Linked DNA regions of Mus musculus: region 2 is linked to region 1. The links are chromatin contacts, called in public HiChIP or PLAC-seq maps. All regions are on one chromosome and are shown on one strand. Each heading gives the region's core, a stretch centred on a gene start, on an enhancer-like site or on the middle of the called end of the contact. The rest is flanking DNA. Distances are from core to core; before and after follow the strand shown. Region 1 overlaps Wdr25 (WD repeat domain 25). Region 2 has its middle 7.1 kb from the start of Dlk1.

What was found. HiChIP or PLAC-seq counts read pairs in DNA pulled down with a chosen protein or histone mark.
Region 2: an H3K27ac HiChIP or PLAC-seq map of large pre-B cells shows a contact between it and region 1, with 4 times the contacts expected there. The contact joins two enhancer-like sites. A contact is called at or near these places in 3 of 39 promoter capture datasets (embryonic stem cells, hippocampal neurons and neural stem cells), 11 of 115 datasets of contacts at active chromatin or transcription factors (embryonic basal ganglia, embryonic forebrain, embryonic hindbrain and 6 more) and 1 of 9 other capture datasets (pancreatic islet).

Annotation. Positions count from the first base shown.
Region 1 is chr12:109,022,576-109,025,699 of GRCm38.p6, reverse strand. It overlaps Wdr25 (WD repeat domain 25), which reads right to left. Exons shown (of 7, transcript NM_177602.3): 5 at 567-737. Among named protein-coding and RNA genes, the nearest start is that of Gm52002, 21 kb to the left of the region's middle. Within about 2 kb of position 1,734, at least 10 of the 459 cell types and tissues checked have an H3K27ac peak or open chromatin away from gene starts, as enhancers often do.
Region 2 is chr12:109,444,839-109,447,863 of GRCm38.p6, reverse strand. No RefSeq gene overlaps it. Among named protein-coding and RNA genes, the nearest start is that of Dlk1, 7.1 kb to the left of the region's middle. Within about 2 kb of position 1,618, at least 63 of the 459 cell types and tissues checked have an H3K27ac peak or open chromatin away from gene starts, as enhancers often do.

The DNA.
Region 1 (3,124 bases), core at 485-2,984:
GGTGATGGTGATGTGGTAGGAGGTAGTGACCATGATGATGGTGATCTGGTGGAGGTGGTAACAATGGTGATCATGATATGGTGGAGGTGACAACAGTGATGGTTAGTGATATGGAGGTGGTGACCATGGTGATGGTGATATGGTGATGTGGTAACCATGGTGATGGTGATGTGGTGGCAGCAGTGATGGTAATGCTGGTGATAGAGGTGGTGATCAGGTTGGTAGTGATGATGGTGCTGGGTTGGTCATGACAATTCTACTATCAGGGAGGACTCTGTGCCCGACACTGTGCTCCATCTTTATAAGCATTCTCTCTTCTCTCCTTCTTAGTACTCCATGAGGTGCTATTATCAAAGTCATGGGCGGCTGGACCAGAAAGGGCAGTCATCAGAGGCTGCCACTGTGTGCAGCAGCCCTAGACCTGACCTATGACTACCCCTGTCCTAGATACTTCAAATAAATGATCTCCCTCTGCCCCAGACAGAAAGGAGCCAGGACCCCACCCCAGGGCTGCAGGAAACCCCCTATGGCTGACATGCAGAACAATTCAATCCAAAGTTTCTCACATGGAAGATCTGGTTGGAGATCTTGGCAGCGGTCCGGAAATCCCAGGCGATAATGGTTCGGTCAGCAGAGTCCCGGGTGGATGCGTCCGTACTGCTAAGAAACTCGGAGCCCTCCTGGAGGAAGAGAATGTCCAGGGTCTGCTGGATGGTGGCCTTGTAGCCTTTCACCACCTGTAAGAGTAGACACTAGTCACCATGGTGGGCGTGGGGAAGGTGCTCACCCAGGGAAAGCCAAGGAGTGTTAGGTAGTACTCAGGATGGGCAGGGCCAGTGAACCTATTCTGGGCTATACACACTCCACACAGCCCCAGCATAGATGGTTCCCTGTGACTTTCCAGCCTCACCAGGCCATAGCTGTTTGCTCTTGGGAACCAATGACCTGTCAGATGCAAGCTGACCTGCTGGTTATGTCCACCGTCTCTGTCAGTATGTGGTACAATGAGCAGCAGTTGTTTCCTGGGCTGACAGGATCCCTCAACAGCAGCAATATACAGTGAACTCACATTAGGGACGGGGGCTCCCACCTCGTCCTCAGTACCTAATAAATAGTGCCATCCAGCAACGATGGTATCATTCCTCTGAGAGGGCCTGAATGTGTCACGTAACTCACAGCTACAAAACCTGGACTACTGTCCCTGGACGAGTAGCTGTGACACAGGGAACAAGCGTTCTTAGGACTCAAGTCTCAGAACACAGCTTACATTGGTTTTGATTTTTATTTCCTAGAACTTGCTCTCGAGACCAGGCTGGCCTTGAACTCACAGAGATCCACCTGCCTCTGCCTCCCAAGTACCAGTATTAAAGACCCGTGCCACAACCACCCAGCAGAATGCATTTGACTTTTAAAGATGTGCTTTATTTTCTAGGGATCATCCCTGGTATCTCCCAGCCTCCTCTCCTAAACGAGGGGAACCATGCCCTGCACTGTCTTCCACGAGTCCTGCTCTGACATGCTGGGTTTGGTAGGAGCGAGCGAGCGAGCGGGGTCCAGCACAAGGACTCAGGGCACCTCCACTGAATGAGCTCTCACATGGCAGGGCAGGGCATGATGACAAATGCAGGGCTGAGATGCCCACCCAGCCCCTGCTGCCTGGAAGGGAAGCCCAGGCAGCCCACAGGCACTGGTCACAGGGTTATCAGCTCTCTCGGCGCCACCATGTGGCTACAGCAGACACACAGATCTGGGGTCATCCGTTCCGCTGGCTAGCAAATGAGGTGAGGCCAAGCCTCACCCATCCCAGCTGCTTCCCTTGGGGCTCACAACTGGGGTGTCTGCTGGACAGTCCCTGCCTCTGTAAGTTACTAGGGGCAAACGTGGGCAACAAATGATTTGGCCTCTTCACAAGTAGGCTTCTACTGGAGTGACATCAGACCCACCCACCCCCAAGCCCTGAAGAGGAGAGGCCAGCCCTGCAGAGACATGAAGGCAGGACAGGGCCACAGTCTTCCCCTCACAGATGCTTCTAGGAGCGTCTCCAGCTACAAGAGCTGCCTGCTTTCTTGTGTGTCATCCCACGAGACCAGGATCCATGGGCACAGGCCCACAAGGCATCCAGGTCCCACACTGCTGCTGAGATATACCCCCGCTAGGCATGAACCTGGGGAGGGCAGGACATGTCACAGCCCCCAATATCTGCCCCACAAGCTTACCCAACACCCAATGTTCAAGCACAGTTCTGCTTTCTGGTGGGCAGAGGGGTCAGCAAGCAAACTGGCTCTGAGGGTCTTCCCTGCCCCTGTTCATCCCTAAACAGTCCAATCCCACCACCCTTAGACCCCTTCTCCCATGCCCTTTGGGACTGTGTGGCCATGTTAAGATACCTCCGCTCACCCTTCCCCTCTAACTGTCTCCATCAACCGCAGGCCAGGTCGCCAGGCATCAAGAGCTAACTAGGAACACCAGTGACTATAGAGTAAGAAACTGCTCTGGCCACATCTCACCTCTCAGACACATCTCTGCAGGTGGCCTGGATCCTTCTCCCTGGTGAATCCGTGCAGAGCCGGCCAGGTCATAGAGGACAGCAGTTAGTGGTCACCATGTGTGCCCTGGGATATGTGTGGCCTTAAGAGCACATGCCCTGTAGCCTCCTTGGGTTAGGCCAGGGGATGATGAAGGCACCTGGGGCTCTCCCTGTATTTTCTAACTCAGGACAACAGCCTAGAAAGGCATACCTAGGGGCCATCTGCCATGCATGTCAGAACTACCTATACCCTGCACCTTCCAAGTAAACTCTACCAGAACAAAAGGCACACATCTTCTCAGAATGGCTACAAATAGCACAGTTCATTAGGGCACCATAAAAGCAAATGGCTGGGAAACTGGCCGTGTTACAGATGAACCCTGCCAATGAGGCACAGCTGTGGGCAGGAAGCTAGCCTTCGGAGTGCTCCTCACCGCATGGCAGACTTTCCTTCCCGCTGAGACATACCCTGTAGGCTGGGGAGTTTTACGGCAACCTTGATTATTACCTGGGCAGCTGGCACGCCCTACCTCGGGACTGGAGCCAAGGAGGAGAGCCTCCACTGGCAACCCCAGACCCACTGGAAAAGCCTGGCTG
Region 2 (3,025 bases), core at 369-2,868, 420 kb before region 1:
GGTGGTGGTGCACACCTTTAATCCCAGCACTTGGGAGGCAGAGGCAGGCGGATTTCTGAGTTCGAGGCCAGCCTGGTCTGCAAAATGAGTTCCAGGACAGCCAGGGCTACACAGAGAAACCCTGTCTCGAAATACAAAACAAAACAAAACAGAACAAAAAAAACCAAAAAACAAACAAACAAAAATATCCATCTATCTCTTCAAAATTAGAAAAAACAAAAAACAAAAAACCTACTGTGTGCCCAGGAAGGGAAAGGGGCTCTGTTATGTGTCCAAACCAGTGCAGGCTGGGGAAGGGGCTTATAGACTTGGGCTGAGCAGGATGCATAGGAGTTCTCCAAGTGATGTTTCTGTGGGGACGGTCTTCAGGGCGTACATTTGGGGAATGGTGTGAGTGAGACTTGCGCATGTGTGTTCCTGTGCAGCTGCTAGACTGTGAGATAAGAGCTGAATATGGCATGACTATGATCCCAAGAGCTCAGGATGGGGATAGAGAGATTCGAAGTAGTTGAGAGTTCTCATGCTCTTCCAGAGGACCCAAGTTTAGTTCCCAGCAACTATGCTGAGCAGCTTACAATCATCTGCATCTCCAGCTCTGGGGACCCAATGCCAAACATCCTTTTCTGAGCTCTGAGAGCACCCATACTTACATGAGCAAACCGAACATCCGTGCACATGACTAAAACTGAAATCAAAGCAAAGAAAACATATAGGAGGAGACTGAGGCGGGAGGTTAACACAAGCCCAAAGGTCTGAGGCACCATGGTGAGCCCTTGTAACAAGCTAGCAACAAAGTGTAGAGGTTTAGTTAGTTTGTCCTGCAGGATTAAAATTCGGGAAAAACAAAACAAAACAAAACAAAAAAGAAAGGAGCAAAAAAACCCCCGAGGCTGTAGTGCAGTGCAAAAGCTTCCATATTTGGATCTAAAATCTGTCCTAATTTGGCAAACAATGGCTTCAGAATCAGAATCCTCTTATCACAGAGTCGTTTGACCAAGACTACAGAAATGATGACGGTAGTGGCAGCAGTATCGCACCCAGACTTGATCAGAAGCCTTGGAAATAAATCCAAGACGTCCATCCTCGTCCAGTGAAGAACCACCCACCTCGGTTGGGGGAGAACGAGTGACCACAAAGGCCAAGGACACCAGATCAGAGACTGCTTTTAGTCACCAGAAAGTCCTCCTTTCAAACCTGGAGCCTGAGCAAGGAGGATCCTCCTGGCTGGCCCCAGATCAGTTCTTAGGGGGCGGGGCAAGGGGGGGGCTGCGGGAGAAGCAGAACTTCTCGCTGGCTCTCCACCATCTGTAAAAGAGAGTGCTGTGTGGTGGTTTGCCCTCCCCCCCCCCCCCCAGCTGTTGGCAGGAAGCTCTGTCAAGTTTAAGGCTGTGAAAACATTGCTCTCGAGGAACGAATCGAAGATTTCTTTTCTCTTTCAGTTTTGTAAGGAAACATTTCCATTTTCATTCCATTGTATTAAAAAAATGTTTTCAGTGTGCTCTTTTGAGTCCAGGACAGACTTGAGAATCTCTCGACTGGAGAAGGCTATCACCTTGTCCCTAAGAAAAGGAGAGAAGCACAAGCCAGCTTGCCCACTAGAGGTGCCGGAGCTGCGCCGCACCGCCCCCTCTCCTGTAGTTCTCACTCTGGACCTGTAGCGAGCCTGTCTGTGGCCTGCTCCCTGGGCCTCATCACTGGCCAGAACACATCTTCTCGCTCCGGTGTTAATGGATTGTGCACATGTGCCTGACCTCAGCAGGACCAGAGACATCTTGTTCCTCCTTGTACCTCGCGGCTGGTGGCCTGCAGCCCTGCTCGTGAGCTGGTTGCGGATTAAGTGAATTAATGAATAAATGAATGAGGCACAACGTGTTCTCGGAGGGTTACCATGGGCCCCTCAGAAAGATCCCGTGTCCTAGCAACTGGTCCCAGCAGCAGGTCCCTCTCCGACAGCAGCCCTCTACTTCCCAGGGGTGGCTGACCTCCCCAATTGGCCTTCCAGGAGGGTCCCCTAGGTTGCAAGACTCTTCCCACCTAGTTACATCGCAACAGAGGCCCCCAGATCTTGTACTGGGAATGTGAGTAGCAGTCAGACCACATCCAGAGCCCCCCCCCCCCCCACTGCCTCCCTCCACCAAGCGCCTGGTTCCTCTGAACCGCTCTCTCTGCATGTGAGCGAACCGTTCCTATGGTGACGCTCTGCACCTCCGGGAGGCCCTACCTAGCAAGTCTGCAGTCAGGCTATACAACCAGTGACAGGACAAGGAGGACAAGGGGGTGCTATCGTGAGCTGACCCACCCCCTACCTCATGCACACACTGGGTGGCTTAGAACCCAAACCCAAACTTTTGATGATCTTTAATGTGATCCAGGCATAGAAATGTCTCTCCCTCTTAGCTTCCAGCTCTGTCATTCCCCACTTAGTCACATAATAGAGGCACAGCTCAGAGAGGGCAAGTGATTCTCTGCTGGTCACACAGCAAGGACTGGACAGAGTAGGACTAGAATGTTTGGGAGTGAAGCCCTGTTAGGAAGACTGTAGAGGCTTATTTCAAAGAGTCCCCCAGGAACCCTCAAGGTTGTAAGGCTTTGTTAAAAAAAAAAAAAAGCAGGGTGTGGTATGTATGACACAGCTTTAACCCTAGCACAGGAGACAGAGTTTGAGGCCAGTCTGGGCTACGTAATGAGACTGTCTAAACCACAAAAATCTAAAACAAACAAGCCAAAACTGATCAAAAAGCTCCGAGGGGCTGGCGACATGGCTCAGCGAGCAAGGATGCTTGCCACCAAGTCTGAATACCTGGGTTCAGTTTCAGAGACACAGATGGTGTAAGGAGAGTATTTACTCGTGTCAGGTGTACTCCACACATGCACAGCGACACCCCCGTGTACAGTAACAAGCCCAGAGACTAGAAACAAGGAGAAGGGTCAGAGTTGGGATTGAGTAGTCCTTCCTTGCCATTATTACTTCAGTGTCAAGCTTTGGGTTGATCACGTACACACACACAGGCACACACACACACAC